2 separate regions of the Mus musculus genome follow, and region 1 is linked to region 2. Evidence: chromatin contacts called from public HiChIP or PLAC-seq data. All regions are on one chromosome and are shown on one strand. The core of a region is the stretch at or near the end of the contact, and the rest is flanking DNA. Distances in the headings are between cores, read along the strand shown.

Region 1 (6,089 bases), core at 3,237-5,736, 360 kb after region 2:
CGATACTTGGTTGCTCCCTCTCCCACCTTTTGCATATGATGAAAATCACAGGATCAGCCAGCAGATCCATCCGTGGTGCACCCTGTGTGCGAGCATACAGAGGCAAGAGATTGATGCCAGCTGTCTTCTTCTGCCATTTTCCCCTGAGCCTGAAGCTTACTACTTCTCCTCGACTGAATGGTCAGGAGGCTTCCAGGGTCCACTTACACATGTATGTGTGAAATGCACACACACTGGCCCCAGGACTGCATTTACAAACGCATACTTCTGCATTCTGCTTTACACTGATGCTGGGCATCTAAACTCAGGTCCTCATGCACACACATCAAACACTTAATCTATTTCACCACCGTGTCCCCAGCGCAGCCATTGTTTTTGAGATAGATCCTCACACTGCAACCCACACTAGCCTGGGACTCTGTATGCAACCCGACTTAGCCTAGACCTCACAATGGTCCTGCTTTTCGGTGTCTCTGATGCTGGGATTACAGGTGTGAGTTTCTATAACCTCCTGACTTTTATCAATTTCATGGCCTTAATGCTCCAAGACCAGTGCCAAAGAGAAGCCTGGAGCAGCCCCCAAGAGGTTTGGTGGTAGAGAAGTGGAAAGTTGTTTCCAGATCCAGTTTCCCCTACTTAGTTTGTACTGTGGTCCCCCCTAAAGTCCCAGGAGGGAACCAGCTCACGTCCCTCTCTTCCTCCAAACTGCAGTCCACAGCTTCCTGGGGCCCAAGAGGGGAGGCTGGTGATGGAAAGGGAGGAAAGGAGGAAGCTGTATAGAGCTCTGGTGGGGGCGTGGGGCTCTCTGGCATCCTGGGGGAGTCTTCCTCCTTAATTGCTGCAGTCCTCCAGCTGTTATCACTAACAAGAAATTAAAAAGCATCCTGCCCCCTGCCCCCTGCTCCTGCCCTCACTGCTCGAAAATGCTTCCTCAGAGGAGCCCCACGGAGGCTTCTGCAGAGACTCAGTGTGGCCACCCCCCCCCATACACACACACTGAGAAATGAGGTCAGGGAGTGAGAATGGGCCCCAGCCATCCATTTCTGCTACCACCAGGTCCTGATCTTATATACCATGTCTCATAATGCCCACAGTTCTTCTGGAACTCATCGAATTTGGAATTTAGGGGAAAGATCCCTGGGATCTGCAACTGCTCTAGACTCAGCAAGAGACTAGAGAAAAGCAAGAGGAGATAGGTCAGTAATCAAAGCAAATGGGATTTCAGCCTGGAGAAGAGCCTCCAGCTGCCCTGGGGTTCCCTGCTCTAAGAATCATAGCCCCTTGCTTTGGATCAGTGTGATAGCAACGTGTCCTCTGCTTGCTTCTCCAGCCTCCGCGCCCGTCTTAGGTAGAACTCTAGGGCAAATGATAACTTTCTGTTCAAATGGACCTGCAGCACCTACATATCGGAAATGAGTAGCATGGCTCTGTCTGCCTTATCCCCCATCTTTCCTCCAAGTCTTCCCAATGAATGACTGTGTTCTACCATCCCCCCCACACACACACACAGCCCCACCAACACCCCATGCTTCCTGTTAAGTCATGTCACCTAGATAAGGGACGAGCCCCCCAGTGAACCCTCTAAATTATGACGCTGGAGTGAACTCTTGGCTCACACAGTTGAGTGAAAGACGCGCCTGCGTGCTTCTGGCATTGTTCATGCAAAGTTGGGTCGGTACCATGGAGATTAATAATATGCAGTTTCATTTCGAATTGTGCCTGACTTCAGCCGACATTGTCGTCACAGATATTGTCCCCAGTGGTGGATTACCTGTCATGTAATCACTGTTCTTTAGACTTTTCTGAAGGTGTTTACTGTTAAAAACAGGGTTTTCTAGCTTCAGATCATCAGGAATCTTGAAACTGTTGCTGGGGTGTATACCTATAACCCCAGCTCTCTGCAGGTGGGAGCCGGAGGGTCAGGAGTTCAAGGCTGATTAGCCTTGGCTAAGTGTCTCCAAAAGAAAAGAGGGTTGGGAAGGTTGCTCAATCCATAAAGTGCTTACCACGAATGCATAAGGACCTGTGTCCAATTCACAGAACCCATGGAAAAGCTGGTTGCCCTGACACGTGACTGTGATGCCAGCCCCGAGGATTCGGACAGAGAGAGGAAGATTCTGAGAGCTAACCGGCCAGGTCCGTCTATCCGAGACAGGGAACTCCAGATCCCGCGAGTGATCCTAGCAGATCCCATGGTGTGACCCTAGCTCAGAGCTAAGGTGAAAAGCAATCGGCACAGTCCTCAGATCTCCGCATTCATGGGTGTGTACACAGAAGAAGAGGGGGGATTTCAACCTGAACACAGCCAATGGTTGCCTATCTGTCATACACACACGCATATACACACTCACGGTCTCGTGAGTATTCAGTCCTGGCAAGTCTTCTGTACATCCATTTTTTACATAAATTAGACTCATTTTTGCATCAGAGGATAAATGAAGCAGGTATCTGCCTGGCAGCTATGTCAAGAGGGGAAAGTTTGAAGACTTGCCTAACGAGGGTGTCATCAGCTCTCCCTGCCTGTGGACAAGGGTTACTCTGGAGCATAGTCTGACACGTGTGTGTGCCCGCTCACTACTCGCCAGGGCTGCTGGCAAGCCTGAGTCAGGGCTGAGTTTATGTAAGTCAGTCTTACGTAAGCCTATACCTATCAAGTCTTGGAAGGTATGCTGTGCAATAAATAGTTGAGATTATGACTCTGAGCTTAATGTGGGGGTACCTGATATGACAAGACTGCTCTTAAAAATAATTTACCCATTCTCAAACTTCAGCTCACGCAGAGTGCCTGTGTGTGCCCAGCCCTGTGGAGAAGCTGTCAGGCAACTAAGAGATGTTATAAGCTGTCCCTGCCTTAATGAAGCCTGGAACAGAGTCCCAGAAAAGTGCGGGGACTCTTGCCTTTCTAAACCCCTTCTTCCCCAAACATGGCCATCCCCCCTGGCAAAATGAAAGATCCTCTCACTGTCCCCAGCACTCTCACAAAGGAGCAATCCTCTTCTTTGACAGATGCCCCTTCCCTTGTTACTGATGTTCGGTTTTGACCATGTCTAACGTGTCTAACAACTCCTTTGTGTCCCCCTCTACCATTCACTCCCCTGCCTCCCCAGTATCTTTGGAGAGCCTTCAGTGCTTCCAAAATGCTGTCTGTGCCCCAGCTCTCCTCCCCCAAACAACCCGGGGGGGGGGCACGGCTGGGGTGGGGGAGGGGTTGGGGAGTGGTATTGCCATCTGCATCTTCTCAGAAGTCAGCCTCCCCCACTTCCCATCTGAGTTGGGAGGGGGAAACTGCTGAGTCAGGATATTCCTGACACTCCCTCCCCTCCCCCAGGCAGGACCAAATGTCACACACCCTGCCTGAGTGACCAGCCTCACCACAGTGTCTAGTCTCAGCTCAGAGGCTGCTTTCCCCACACAGACCCCCCTCATATCCAAGAGGATGCTCAAGGAGGCGGGGCATGGGGGCCTGGCCTTCAAGACCTTGCTTGGACTCCTAGTGAGGTATCACACTACTTCCTGCCATTCCAATCTCCCTCCCTCATCCCTAGTTCCCTCTCCCCCAACCACCTCACTCAGAAAACCTGGTGTCACTGACCAGGAGAGAACTAGAAAGCTGGGGCAATCAGGACCAAACCCTGACTGAGAATCTACACATACACCTGTGTGGGGTACACCTCTGTAGTGCAATGTTTGGGGTACCTCCACTGTGCAGAGGGAAGCCTCAAGAAAGATGTGCAATCCCAAAGCAGCCTATTCTGACAAGAGAGCCTTCCCTCTCTTCAAGGTGCTCCTCATCTGCTGGGGGACACCACCTAGAAAGGGGAGGAGGCTGCTCTCTCACTGAGGGGGACACATAAAGCAGCTAGAACTCACCGTCTACAACAAAGCCCCTAGTGGTCCTGAAAGGGTGGACAAAGGCAGTGGATGGGAGTGTCTGAACTAGGTAAGGGAAGCCGTCCCAAAGCAGGGCTGATGGTCGGAGGCATGGGGCTATTCTGAAGGCCCAAGGCTGAGCAAAGAAGACAAGACCTGTGGACAGGCCAAGGTCAAAACCCCAAGGCAAGGCCTGCCTAGAGAATGGATAAGCCATGAACAGGGAGGAGAGGGTCCTGTTTCTTCCTGGTGACCATGTTGCTGTCCAAAGTGACAGCAGCCACAGAAGGCCTGTGCTGCTCAGTCCAAAGACCTCCTCCTCAACCAGCAGTGTGAGGCCTTGAGTAACCTGTGTGACTGAACAGGGTCTGTGATCAGCAGGCTCCCAAACTTGACCTAATGCCATCCATCAAGAGACCAACATTCTCATCTGCACTGGGACACCGACCCCAGAGCCTTTTCTATCTGTAGCTCTGTGGTCTGTTTCTCTCTAGAGAAGAAAGTTAAGAGTGAAGGAAAGAAACGGGAGAGCAAGAAGACAGCCTGACTCCCCACCCCCAGGTCACAGGGCGGTGACTGCCCGGAGCTCTGACTCCCTGCACACCCAGGTCCAGGGCCTGACCCTTGGCAGCCCACTCAGCCCACAAATGGCCTCCTCCCTTGGAGAGCCCAGCAGGGTGGTTTCACAACTGTGTGTGTTTGATGGAGCCTGTTCTTGGAAAGCCAGGGACGGGACAATTCAGTTCTGGGTGTTGGAGAGCCCTGGGCCCCTGGGGTCTGCAGTTGAACAATAAACAGGCATAAGTCTGCCTGGTATGTGCGTGGAGGGGCACAAGGTTAGCCAGTGTTGTAAGTCTGGGGTTGGAGGAGCAAGGCCCTCACTATGAGTTTACCACACAGCACAAGTCCTTCAGGGGGTATCACAGTCTGTTCCCGCTAGAGAGGCTGCAGCTGAAGCAAAAGGAAGATGCTAAGGACATTTAGCACAGCCAACTGAAAGAGCCCTTAGGGCAGGGCCACTCCATGGTCCATCACAGCATCTGGCTCCTCAATAGCATGTAGTACAGGTTAGGAACTACAGACCTGACACAGTATCCTTAGAGACAAGTGAGTTATCCTTCCAAAGCTAGGGTCTGACCAGGGAAGTATGGATCACAGGCAAGAGAGAAGCCCAGGCCAGACCTGGTGACACAGGCCTGTCAACTCAGGTACTCAGGAGGCTAAGGCAGGAAGATCAAAAGTTCAAGGCTTGCCTGAGCTATAGAGCAAATTCAAGGTCAGTCTAGATGACTTAGACCCTATCTCAAAATAAAAAGCATATTTTTAAAAAGGGGGCTGAGGTTGTAACTCCGTGGTAGAGCATTTGTCTAGCATAAGTAAGGCCCAATATGTAATCCCTAGTATATGAGAGGAGAGAGAGAGAGAGAGAGAGAGAGAGAGAGAGAGAGAGAGAGAGAGAATGTTATATCCTATGTACTCTGGATAATGAGGCATAAATTCTAGGCCTTTTTTTTTTTTTTGTTCCCTGCTGGTGTAGGTAAGAAAGATCTAAGGGCAGGGCTACCCCAGTGGCCCACCATAGAGCCTGGCTCTCCAATAGTGTGTCGGGATGATCAGCAAAGGAGAGGGGTCTAAGCAACGAGCAAGGAGGGACGGCCACCTACTGTTCAAGCTGATCCACAGAAAAAAGGCCCTGTCTCTCAGCCAGGACCAATGTCTCTCTGACATTCCATCTCGAACAGCCAAGCCTGGGTGCTCTTCACAGGAAAGGCCAGCCTGACCTGGGGCACTGAAGGCGGGGACTCAGAGGCAGTGATTTGACAGGTGTAGGTGAACGCTGGTTAATTAACTAGCAACTGAGGCCAAAACCTGCCTTTCTACACACCCCCTCCTAGCATCTCCAAAGGTCCACAGGTTTTACGTACATTTTGGAGTTTCCAAGCTGTCTCCCGTCCTTGCCTGACCCCTCTACCTCCAACCCTTCAAGTTCTCAAAGATCTCAGAACGATGCAAGACTCAACTCACAACTGGCTCAGTCTCTGTGTGCTCTCTCTTGCTGTGCATGGACACCTTGACCAAAAGCAATCTGAGGAGGAAAACCCATTTCCGCTTCCAGGGAGGCCAGGAGCGGAGGCTGGAGGCTGAAGCAGAAACCATAGAGGAAACACACGACAGTGTCAGCCAGGTGTGGTGGAGCACACTGTTAAGCCCAGCACTGG
Region 2 (6,048 bases), core at 1,549-4,048:
TATTATTATTATTATTATTATTGACGGGGTCTTACTATGTAAGCCTGGCTAGCCTGGAATTCGATATGTAGATCAGGCCGGTCTTGAACTCACATAGAGCCACTTGCCTCTGCCTCCCAAATGCTGTTATTATAGAATGACCCACCACACCAGCCTTGGTTGGTTTGCTGTTTGTTTTCTTTCTTTCTTTCTTTCTTTCTTTCTTTCTTTCTTTCTTTCTTTCTTTCTTCCTTCCTTCCTTCCTTCCTTTCTTTCTTTCTTTCTTTCTTTCTTTCTTTCTTTCTTTCTTTCTTTCTTTCTTTCTTTTTATCGAGACAGGGTTTCTCTGTATAGCCCTGGCTGTCCTGGAACTCACTTTGTAGACCAGGCTGGCCTTGAACTCAGAAATCTGCCTGCCTCTGCCTCCCAAGTGCTGGGATTAAAGGCGTGCGCCACCACACCGGGCCTTGCTGTTTGTTTTCTTTACTTTTTGACAGTCCCAGGCTGCTTTGAACTTGTACTTGGTTTTGGTGGAGTTTTTAGTGGGTAGAACTGCCTTTGAACCATAGCCCTGCCCTACAGAGTATACTGGAGTAGGAGCAAGTTTGACTCGGTTGCCTTATAGCCTTGGTGGAGTGACAAGCAGTAGTACCATTTCGGATTTCATTTCTACACCTGCAAAATGATGCAAGTCCTGGCTGGGCCAGCCTCCTTCAGGCAAGTGCCTGGTCTTTGTTTTTCTGTTTCCAATGGCTCCAAAGGAATGAAATCATCAAAGACAGTGCTCTGGCGAGGATACTTTGAGAATTGCAACATGTTGTGTGAGATTAAACTATATACACAAAATAAACTGAAAGAGAATGAGGGAGGGGGGAACAATAACAAGTGTTTAAGCAACCAATAGGCGTATTTGTTGGGTCAAAATGAAGGGAAGGGTTCATGTGGGAGGATGGTGGTCTTCAAAGTGGCCAGGCCTTTGCTTTTTGCTGTTAATTTGATGTATTTGTTTGATTTTGGAGACAGAGTCTCACTCTGTAAGATGAAGCTGGTTTAGAATTCCCAGGCTAAAGGTGACTCTCCTCTGCATCCTTGCTCCAGAGTGCGGGCGTAGACGGTGTGTGCCCAGCCGACCTGGCTTGGAAACAATGTATAGGTCTTTGATGCTCCTTGTACTGCTGAATTGTGTAGCGAGACACTTTGCTGGTTACTTTGTAACTGAAATTCAAAACCCGAGTGATACCTGCAAAAGATGGCTCAGCTAGGCAGCAACAGTCTTAGCAACATTCTTACACACAAGTGTGAGAACCTGAGTCTGCTCCCCAGAACCAGTAAAGGTGGAAGGAGAGCTCTGACTCCACAGTTGCCCTCTACATGACGTACACACAATAATAAATAAATAAATATCCTCAGGTAACGGTGCTCTCCCCCCGCCCCCTCCCAAAGCATAGCAAGCATAGGTGCTTCCTTGATTGTTCTTCTAGCCGTAGGTATGAAAAGTAGCAAAAATCCACTGGACCTAACAAAAAAGAACCCTCTAAAGTAGTGGTTCTCAACTTTCCTAATGCTGTGACCCTCATATTGTGGTGATCCCCCCCAACCATAAAATTATTTTTATTGCTACTTCATAACTGTAGTTTTGCTACTGTTATGAATTGTAATGTAAATATCTGTGTCTTCTCATGGTCTTAGGCAACCCTATGAAAAAAATTGTTTGGCCCCAGAGAGGTCATGACCCATAGGTTGAAAACTACTTCTCTAAGACATCAGAGATGTCTTAGAGATGCATGAAAATGTCAAGCCAGGCATGGTGGTTCACGCCTTTAATACCAACACTCAGGAGACAGAAGCAGGGGGATCTCTGAGTTCGAGGCCAGCCTTGTCTACAGAGCAGGTTCCTGGACAGTCAAGGCTACACAGAGAAACCCTGTCTTGAAAAAAAACAAACGAGAGAGAAAGAAGTCAAGACAAACACACATGGACACTCTGGGCTCTGTTTGACAGTCCCTTAGCTGTAGCCATGTGTCAATAGCTGCTCTCTACCCTAGAGCACTAACAAAGCAGGGCAGGTAGTGGTCTCTGCCCCATGGAGCGTGCATCCCAGTGGGATAGGTATGGATGAGCCTAGTGCACACCTCGCACTGTGAAATCCCTGTGTTTCTGCTGCATAATGGAATTTAACCAAGATGGGAAAGGGGCATGCTTCTCATGGATGAGGTCATCTCTACCCTGCCCTTTGAGTCACACTCTGAAATGGGAAGAGAATACTCCGAGTTGACCAGGAAGTCACAGGAAAGGCCACCTCCGCACTGGAATCTTCCCAGTAACCTGGCTCTGTCTAAATGACTGTCATAGAAGAAATAGTGAGGACCATCTGGGCAAACAAGGCTTAGAGAGACAGCATTCTGTGTGCCAGAGTATTCCAAGCCTCAGAGCCTGTCTACAGGATGAACTCTTGCTAGCAGAGAACACAAAGGCCTGTTAAGAGTTTCTCTGACGTCCCTTGCTGTCCCATAGCACACCCCTCCCCATCCGAAGCGGTTATTTAGTGATGGGAAGTGTTCACACTACACTGGGTCATACTTCCAGGGCCTTACAGACAAAGCACTAGCACCATCTTGGCTCCAGGGGACCCTTAGAGGGGTTGGTTCCCTATGAAGTCCCTGTGTCTCATCAGTGTGTGTGGGGGCACCTAACTTATTTACTGCTCTCCTACTGTTTTTTCGGGACCTGAGCTATTTTCCCAGTGTGGGAGAAGCAGGAGAGTGTCTGCGACTGTGCCTTCAGGTCACAGCAGTGCATACTGTTGTCTCTTCACTGCTAAGTCTGCTGCGGTTGAGGTCAGAGGTCACACTCAGTACCAGATACCTTAGAAACTGAAAGTGATCATGGACTTTTTTCCTTAGAAACTTGAAGCTGAGCAGTGGTGACACACACCTTTAATCCCAGTGCTCGGAGGCAGAGACAGGCCGGCCTGATCTCTGTGAGTTCTAGGATAGCCAGGGCTACATAGAGAAACCCTGTCACACACAAAAAGTTGAAGACTTCTCTGTAGGAATGGCCCCTGTGCTCAAGAGTGGGCACAAAGTTCTGCCTTTCTAGTACCTTGGCCATTTGAGGTGTCCTACGTTTCTGAATTTGGGGTAGTAAGTTGCAAGGAGTCTAAGAGCCCAGTGCAGAGGTGAAGTTCCTGTGACCCCAGGATCAATAATGTGGCCTACGTTCGATTCATCTTGAATTGCCAGGGAGTCGCTTTCGTCTGGGAGTGGGCCTGAGGGCTTGCTGGCATTGGAGGGCACCGCTTGGTTGGGGTTTGAGGCACAACCTGGCTGCCCATCAGAGATGTGGTGGGTTGTACCCTCTTTTAGTTCTACATAGAGCATGAGTCCTTTTGCTCCCTGTACCACAGATTATCTTTAGATCCTAGATGGGGGCTGGGAAGTCGCTGAGTGCTCTCCAGACACAGTCAAGGTACTGGGTGGATTCCCAGCACAGTACACAGCTGAGCCTTAGGTCAGACTGAAAGGGGGCCTCCTCACCTGGTATTTCAAGCCCTTCAGCAGGCAGTGAGGCGCCTATGATCCAAGTGAACTTGTAATGTCAGTGTTGTTTTGGTTTTTGAGGTCTATCTGTGGTCTCTTGGCTGTCCTGGAACTTGATATGTACACCAGGCCGGCCTCAAACTCTGCCTGGGCTTCCTGAGTACTGGGGTCGTGTGCCACACCTGGAAAATGTCAGTGTTCTTGATGGAACTAGAGTTTGTTAAGAGTTGTAGAGAAATAATATTTACGGCTGCCATGTTTACTTTCGCTTGAGTAAGTGTGGCGACGGTTCAGGAAGCCGGTTACTGTGGTTCAAATTGTCACCCACCCCTGTGTCACCTTGGTCAACTTATCCTCTGGTGGCTGTGGGGGGGGGGGAGAGGTCAGTAATGGTATGCACTGCACAGTAGTGTTTGTGAGTTAAATGAGATGCCAGTGCACAGCATTTAGCCTAGTATGTGGCGTGATATAACTGCCTCAGCAAAGGTTCAAAAAGCAGAGAGACCCGACAATTCAAAGCCTGGGGGTGCAGAGGTCCTAAGGCTCATTGTGGGGCTCTATGGAGATCACTAAAAGTCTCTGTACCTCAGTTTCCTCTTCTATGAAATGAGAAGGGAAGAAGAGAGCTGATAGGTATGCAGTGGGTGAGCAGCCTGGGCTGCGTCCTCTGCGTCGCTCATGCCTGCGATCACAGCTAGAGGACTTGCACAGGTCCTTAGTCAAGCTGGGCTCATCTGTCCAGCGCTCCGATTGCCCGGGTTGGCTGCTGTATTCGTCGGGTTGTTTTCTGATTGTAGAGTAGCACAGCACTTCACGGGTGTTCCGAGGAGAACACTGAGGTGCTGGGATGTGCGGAGGCACCAAGTGACTGGCGTTTGTGGAATGTTCCCATATGGAAGTGAGTGGTGAATTCTCCCGCCACCTTTATTAAATAGTCTTATCTGTGGCGCCTTGAAGCCTCACTAAGCAAAGCTGTGTGCAAATACTCCAGTGCACAGACATGGCTCTGCAGGGCTCTCCAGTGGTGCCCACTGCAGCTAGGCGCCTGGATGGAAGAGCTGGCCTGCTGGCAGCTGGGATCCCCGCCTGGGTGGTATCCCTCACCATGCTTCATGCCCTGCAGGACCTTTCAGCGCGTGCGTGTGTGTGTGTGTGTGTGTGTGTGTGTGTGTGTATAGTGTAAGCTTGTGCTAGAAAGCAACAGAGCCAAGTTCCTTGAGCTGGACTCCTGACTCGTAGATGCTATAGCTGTCTTTCCTGTCTGTGGATGTTTTTCCATGCTGTGGGGGAGACTCACCCAAATATAGACTTTGGTCAGTGCCTTGGCAAGGGTGGCTTTGGCCCTACTTTGCCGACCTTGGGCTCTACAGGTGTCCTGGCATTCGTATTTGGGGGAAGGGTGATACGTGACAGGCAGCTTAGGAAGCAGCTCAGATCGGCAACATTTTCACCCCACTTCAGCACTAGGGGCTGAACCCAGGGTGTGTGCTAGCACCCTACCACTGAGCTATATTCCCAACCCTTTAAGAAATGATTTTTGTTTTATGCACACTAGTGTTTACCTACATATGTACCTGGTGCCAAGGAGGCCAGAAGGTCCTCTGCAAGGACAGCTAGTGCCCTTACCACTGAGCCATCTCTCCAGCTCCATGTTCTGTTTTGTCTTTACTAATTTCTTTGAGTCAGGGTCTCATGTAGCCCAGGCTGGCCTGGAACTCACCGGGTCTTGAGCTCTTCACTCTCCAGCTTCGGCCTTTTACAAGCTAGGATTCCGGGTATGGGCCACCATCGCTGGTTTAATAGTTTTTTTTTTTTTTTTTTTTTTTTTGAGACAGGGTTTCTCTGTGTAGCCCTGGCTGTCCTGAAACTCACTCTGTAGACCAGGCTGGCCTCAAACTCAGAGATTCGCCTGCCTCTGGCTCCCTGGTGCTAGGATTAAAGGCCTGCACCACCACCGCCCCGGCGGTTTAATAGTTTTTAATACATGAGCTCACTCTCTAGTCCGGCCAGGTGTGGAATGTGGATCCTCCAACTCAGAATAGTTGGGATTACAGACCTGTGCCTCCAGGCTTGGCTAATCTGCTTTCTTCCTGGGTGCTGAACTGGTACACTTTCAGAAGGCGCCGGGGTCAAGAAGGGAAATGGCATTCAATTTTGTGGCCCTCTCGGGAAGTTGTGGCTAACTTGGTTATGCTGATGGCCCCGTGTTTTCTGCTGCCTGGGGAAGGTGAGGGCGGTGGGCGTTCTCTATGCTGGTCTGTTGCAGCTGACCTGCGGGGAGTGTGACTCAGCAGAACTGGGAGCTGGAGTTCTGTCTAATCATCCGTGTATCTTTCAAACACCAAGATTCCGAGTTAGTGACTAATGAGCCTGTGCTACAGTGTCTTCTCCCACACAGGCCCCCAGAGAAAACAGCCTCTGTCCCCTTTCCTGCAGGTTTGCCGTCTTGGGATCCCATGGCCGCCCTTACTGGGCTTTGGGGCTCTTTTGCCCATGTCAGCAGAGCATTCAGCCAGCGCTGCTTCAGGTA

The links. HiChIP or PLAC-seq counts read pairs in DNA pulled down with a chosen protein or histone mark.
Region 1: an H3K27ac HiChIP or PLAC-seq map of hepatocytes shows a contact between it and region 2, with 4 times the contacts expected there. The contact joins two enhancer-like sites. A contact is called at or near these places in 3 of 39 promoter capture datasets (cranial neural crest, hippocampal neurons and neural stem cells), 2 of 484 Hi-C or Micro-C datasets (bone marrow-derived macrophages and liver), 18 of 115 datasets of contacts at active chromatin or transcription factors (bone marrow-derived macrophages, cardiomyocytes, embryonic basal ganglia and 11 more) and 4 of 9 other capture datasets (adipose tissue, embryonic stem cells, liver and 1 more).

What each region holds. Positions count from the first base shown.
Region 1 is chr17:46,048,980-46,055,068 of GRCm38.p6, forward strand. No RefSeq gene overlaps it. Among named protein-coding and RNA genes, the nearest start is that of Vegfa, 20 kb to the left of the region's middle. Within about 2 kb of position 4,487, at least 9 of the 459 cell types and tissues checked have an H3K27ac peak or open chromatin away from gene starts, as enhancers often do. A contact at or near this core is called in hepatocytes and liver, where this site is marked.
Region 2 is chr17:45,689,528-45,695,575 of GRCm38.p6, forward strand. Mrpl14 (mitochondrial ribosomal protein L14) reads left to right here. Exons shown (of 3, transcript NM_026732.3): 2 at 5,955-6,045. The coding sequence starts at 5,975. Among named protein-coding and RNA genes, the nearest start is that of Mrpl14, 6.2 kb to the left of the region's middle. Within about 2 kb of position 2,799, at least 34 of the 459 cell types and tissues checked have an H3K27ac peak or open chromatin away from gene starts, as enhancers often do. A contact at or near this core is called in hepatocytes and liver, where this site is marked.